2 separate regions of the Rattus norvegicus genome follow, and region 2 is linked to region 1. Evidence: chromatin contacts called from public Hi-C data. All regions are on one chromosome and are shown on one strand. Each heading gives the region's core, a stretch centred on a gene start, on an enhancer-like site or on the middle of the called end of the contact. The rest is flanking DNA. Distances are from core to core; before and after follow the strand shown. Region 1 overlaps Afg3l2 (AFG3 like matrix AAA peptidase subunit 2). Region 2 holds the start of Afg3l2 (AFG3 like matrix AAA peptidase subunit 2).

What was found. Hi-C and Micro-C count contacts between places; a contact is called where the count stands out from the background.
Region 2: a contact with region 1 is called in a Hi-C map of Schwann cells, with 2.0 times the contacts expected there. The contact joins the promoter of Afg3l2 here to the enhancer-like site in region 1.

What each region holds. Positions count from the first base shown.
Region 1 is chr18:63,225,130-63,227,816 of GRCr8, forward strand. Afg3l2 (AFG3 like matrix AAA peptidase subunit 2) reads right to left here. Exons shown (of 17, transcript NM_001134864.1): 16 at 1,757-1,951. Among named protein-coding and RNA genes, the nearest start is that of Tubb6, 13 kb to the left of the region's middle. Within about 2 kb of position 1,387, at least 18 of the 93 cell types and tissues checked have an H3K27ac peak or open chromatin away from gene starts, as enhancers often do. A contact at or near this core is called in Schwann cells, where this site is marked.
Region 2 is chr18:63,267,618-63,270,304 of GRCr8, forward strand. Afg3l2 (AFG3 like matrix AAA peptidase subunit 2) reads right to left here and starts at 1,383. Exons shown (of 17, transcript NM_001134864.1): 1 at 1,095-1,383. The coding sequence starts at 1,208. It also overlaps a transcript of Prelid3a not described here and the pseudogene LOC134482954.

The DNA of each region.
Region 1 (2,687 bases), core at 137-2,636:
TTCAGGCAAACACTCATACACATCAAAAAACTTTAATATTAAAAAGTAAAGAGATAAAAAGGACCTAAGATAACAGAACATGTCTCATAAATAAGGTCACACGATTTTAGAGTAAGATGTGCATTATATGGAAGTCACAAATATCCTTTATAAGCAAGCAGGCATTTTGATACATCTATATGATTAAGGACTGTAGCTGTAATAAAGGAATGCACATAGTTGCATGAAGATAAGAAAAGCACAGGACACGTAACACATTGACACACGTAACACACACTATGCTTGCTTTTAGGAGGACGAGGAGATTGTGTGCCACGGAGGAGGCTGTCACCTTGGGCTATTAGTCATCTGAAACCCTTACACAATTAACCAAACTGTATGCATTTCTCATTATTTTTAAATGGAGCACAGGAGAAATGAGAGCTTTAGGATTCCTTCTAATTCTAATTCTAATTCTCAACCTGCTCCTACACATGCAAGTACACAGCACAGTCATGGGTGACCACTGAAACCTTAGTCACAGTTACCATGGGACGTCTGATCACATAAACTGAGCACCCCACCAGCATGTCACATTCAAGCACCTCTCAAACCGGTCCTATCCAAATGGTAACTACCCCCAGTGATCATGGGCACAGCATAGGCTGAGGTGATGTGCAAAGGCTCCCAGCTGGTCAGAACGCTGCCTCTGCTACTCACTCACTCACTCACCGACTTTGTGACCTTAAGCCATCACATGACCTCTCTCTGTTGTTTGTCTCTGGAAAGTGGGGATAATGACTCTATGTACCTCAGGAAGCTGCAGGTTTTAGCTGGTACTGTTAGCTACTTCCCCTTATCTTGAAGAAGGACCTCAGACAACCTGCCAAGTCCTTCCTCCACAGGTGAGGCCCTGAGCAAAGCCCTCAGCCCCTCTCCTTGAAGTAGACTACTTCCCGGCTGGCTCAACTTTCTTCATTTGCTTCCTTTTCTCTGTTGGGTCAGAAAGTACTTCTAAAACCCAGTGTTTCAGGATCCTTACCCCATTCCACGGATTTTCCTCCCAGCAAGCATTCTTTTGCTACACACTGTAAGCTCATGCATCTGGGTAGGGATGCAGTAAGTGCACCCCACCTCCCCCGCTCACTTACATCATGTTGCCATCCTCTCTGCAGCACAGACATAGTGATCTCATTTTTAACTACTTGGTTCACGGGTGTTCTGGCAAAGCCCCTGGGAATGAGGCTGGCGTGAAGCAGTTCTTTACAGTTTCCCCTCAGCTAACACAGTACCAGAACAGTTCTGCTTCTGTTCCCAGGCACGGGGAAGACACTCAGCCTCAGAGAGGAGGAGCACAGCAAGCAGATGGAAGGAAGGGGCTAAAAGCTCTTCAGATGCCAGATGTGGTGACTCACCCTGCAATTCCAGTACTCAGGAGGCAGAGGCAGGGCAATCACAGCAAGAATGGTGCCAGCCTGTTCTCCCCAATGAGTTCCAGGCCAGCCAGGGTTACACAGCAAAATTCTGTCTCAAAAAACAAGGCTGGCAAGAAGGCTCAGCAGGTAAAGACACGAGCTGAGCAGTCTTGATGACCTCAGTTAAATTCCTAGAACCCACAAAAGGTAGGACAGAACCAACTCCACAGAATTATCATTTAATTGACATTTGTGCACACGCGCATGCACACACACACACACACACACACACACACACACACACACACACACACACAAGCAAACAAAGCAGCGTGCAGACCTATCCATATGCTGGCACCCACCTTCTCCACGTCAGCCTTCTTCTCTGTGAGAAGAGCCACAGTTCTTTTATAGGCTTCACTAATGAGTATCCTCACTTCATCGTCTATCATTCTTGCAGTGGCTTCACTGTAAGGCTTCTCTAATACCATGTCCCCCTGTCGTGGGAGGTCAAAGGAGATCTGCCCCACTTTCTCATTCATGCCAAACTGAACAATCTGAAAAAGATCCAGGACTAATAGGTTAGACAGAGGACCTTCACCCCTAAAGACTGACACAGGGGCTAGCGGAGTGGACAAAGATACTCTGTAGATGGTGGCAAGAGTAGCAGATGGTTTAAGCTCATCTGGGAGTACATTCAGGAAACAGTGGGCAAACTTCAACAGCTCTAAAGCCTATAGGCTACTCCACTGTGGAGAGAAGACAAGAGCTAAAAGCTCTTGATGTGAGCAAACTGCCAACGAGTTCTTCCTGTGAATGGACAGCCACACCCAGAGAACATGGGACACAGGGTGACATCTCCATTTTTTTCACAAACTGTATGTCCATAGAGCAAAGGGACAACATGAAGAGGCTGATGTACTATGACTCATGTGAGGCTCCCAAACTAGACAGCTCTGGTGAGGGAGAAACTTCTGGAAGTAAAGCACAAACTGACCTGGAAAGAGAAGGACCAGGGTCAGAGATGGCTCAATGGTCAAGAGCACTGCATGCTATTCCAGAGGTCCCAGGTTCAGTTCCCAGCACCCACACAGAGGCTCTCTGCTATCTGTGACTCCAGTTCCCAGAGTGAGGAAAAGCACAGGCTTCCCCACTTCCACACCCCAGCCCTCCCCACTCCTGAGGTCAAAATGGACAACAGGAAGTTACTGGAGAAAAAGAAATAAGATGCAGAATAATGTTTCCTGGATGAAAGGGCAGGTCTGCAGCAGAGGAAACTGACCCACTGTTGCA
Region 2 (2,687 bases), core at 133-2,632, 42 kb after region 1:
CAGCATGAGGAATGTTTGAGGTCAATTTAGGGGTTTCTTGTTGTTTCCTGTGTGGGGAAGAGTGGGTTGGGTTGGGTTTTGGTCACTGTTCATTGAGTGTTAGGATGTAAAGTCTACTTACTAACGGTTTACGACCACATTAGGTACTGAAACAATCTAGAAATGAGCGGATAAGCGAAGAGCCAGCATGATTAGGAGGATCGGGTGGGAGATCCTGGAGGCTAGCCTGGGCTATACAGTAAGACCTCATCTCAAAAATCCCCAAACAAAACATAAACAAACCAAAGCCCATAGGAGGGCATGCATCCTTTAAGTTTGGTAAGGGTCCATGCATTAATCCCCTCCAGAAACTGAAAGGCTGCTGTATTATTACCTCTAGCTTCTAAGTGAAGAGGCTAGACTAATCACCTCAAAGACGCTGGACAGTAAGTTGTCTAGCCAGGTTCAAGCAACCAATCACATTTCTCAACCGCCATGCTATGTACCTCCGGGTAAAACCTATGCTGGACTGGCACACAGCAAGAAGCTGTGTCATGGTCCTGCCAACACAACACAACATCACTTCAATAAAAGGTACTAGGTAGTTAGTGTGTGGCCCTACAAGAGCAGCGAAGCCTCCGGATAGGCGCTGTTATGCAACTAAATACATAGGCCCTAACCTGAACTATATATATATATATATATATATATATATATATATATATATATATATATATATATATATGAATGACACCAGTGGCATTTGTATTCCGGATGCCAGCAACGGCCCTCCAAATTCAACAGATGTTCGGAAAGGGAAGTTCCACAGCCCTCTCTCTCCCCTCCAGCTCGCCGGTGCAGTCCACTCGACTGTCCTTTTCCAGTGGCACGAAAGCCAACGAGACCACGGCAGCGAGTAGCAAAGCAGAGGCGTGACCTTCCCGGGCTCAGAGCGCCACTCACCACAGCGCGGTCCACAGGGCCCCGGGGTCAGGAGAAATACCACCCACGGGGACCAGGAGACTCAGGCCGTCACGCGTCCCCGGCCGGTGACCTTGACACCTGCGCCCTAGCCGGAAGCTGGCCGGAGGGAGCAGCAGCGACGCGGGACTCACCGTACGGAGGCAGGGCCGCCGGCCGGGACCCAGGCAGCCGCTGGGCACGAGCAGGGGAGGAAGGCCGCGACGGCAGCCGCCCCGACCCCACAGCAGCAGGCAGCGGTGAGCCATGATGGGCCCGGCCCGCTCCGGGGCGCGCGCAGGGACCGAGCCAAAGCCGGCGGTCGGCAACCCTCAGCTTCCGCAACTTATCCGGGAGCTGCGCGCCACCGGCGCAGGAGACCCGCGGCAGAACGCGAACCCACGCTCCACGCGCGCTCGTCAGGCCCCGCCCCAGCGTGCGGACGTCGACGTGCCCTCCAGGCGGCGGACCACGCTCTCGGGTAGGGAAGGGGTAGGACTGGAGGCCGGAGTAAAGGAAGAGTGGAGCGGGGGTGAAGGGCGTGGCCTACTAAAGAACTGGAGGGGCGTGGTTGGGTGAGCCCAAAGGAGGCGGGTCAGAGGAGAAATAGTTGATGGCGGGGCTGGGCGGGGCTGGGGCGGAGTTGGAAGACTGTGGTGGGGAGGGGCTGGCGGTGGTAGCAAATGAGAGCTTTGGAGGCGAGGTCAAGGCGGGGTAAAGCTGGTGCGAAGGGCAGTGTGGAGGCGGGCAGGAGGCGGGGCCTAAAGAGGATCGGCACAGGAGAGGCGGGTCTGAGGGAGGGACCGAAGAAGGAAAGCAGGAGGGGCCAAATAAGGAGAGCAAAGGTTCGAGGGCGGACCTTAAAGAGTTGACCCGAGGCTCTATGGAAAAGGACCATTTTTCATTCAGGACTAGAGACCACTGGTCTTGTTTGACATTTTAGCATTCATCTCTGACTACTTACCGAGTAGTTAACTGATTGCTCACTGACGGGCATGAGGCAAGTTCCGCAAAGGCCAAGACATCTACTTACTTATTTTCTCCTGGTGCTATTTGGGACAGGCTCATAGCTCTGGCTGTCCTCAAACACTACTGTGAACTGAGGTTGTGTTAAAGATTCTGCAATGCTGAGTGACTGGTCAGAACTACCTGATCGTGAAGAGTTGGGGTGTTGCAAAACCAGAGCCAAATTGTCTCGGGCTGTGTTTAGTCCCTTTAATAACCCCAAGCATTATTCATCCTCGTGTCTAACCCAGCATCACAATGACTAAACTAAACCTAGTTGATATTTATAGAAAATTTCCACATGACTTGCATGTGTGAATGCCTAAGTTCAATTCCCAGCACCACAGACAAGGACAGAAAAAGAAATTTCCTGGGCACAGTATTTTCAGGTTTATTTACCCAGACAACCATGAATCATAAGTAGTGAGACCCTACAATGTATACTTGCTAGCCACAACAGAACCAAACCAGAAATCGGGATCAGAGAAAGACCAACAGTGGGGCTGGGTGATGACTCAGTGACAGGTTTCCATAAAGAAGGCTCATAGTTGTTCCTTTGGGTCTAACCTTCCCTTCGACTTTCTCTTCACTACTATACCCTTTTGCCCCAATCTCCCCTTCCACGTTGCTCTACTGTCTGCACCACCACCTTCCCTCAAAGCCTTTTTTTGTCCAGTTTCATGGCTGCCTTTCTGGATTCCTAGCCTTAACCCTTGTTTACTTCCAGAATATTTCACAGAGAC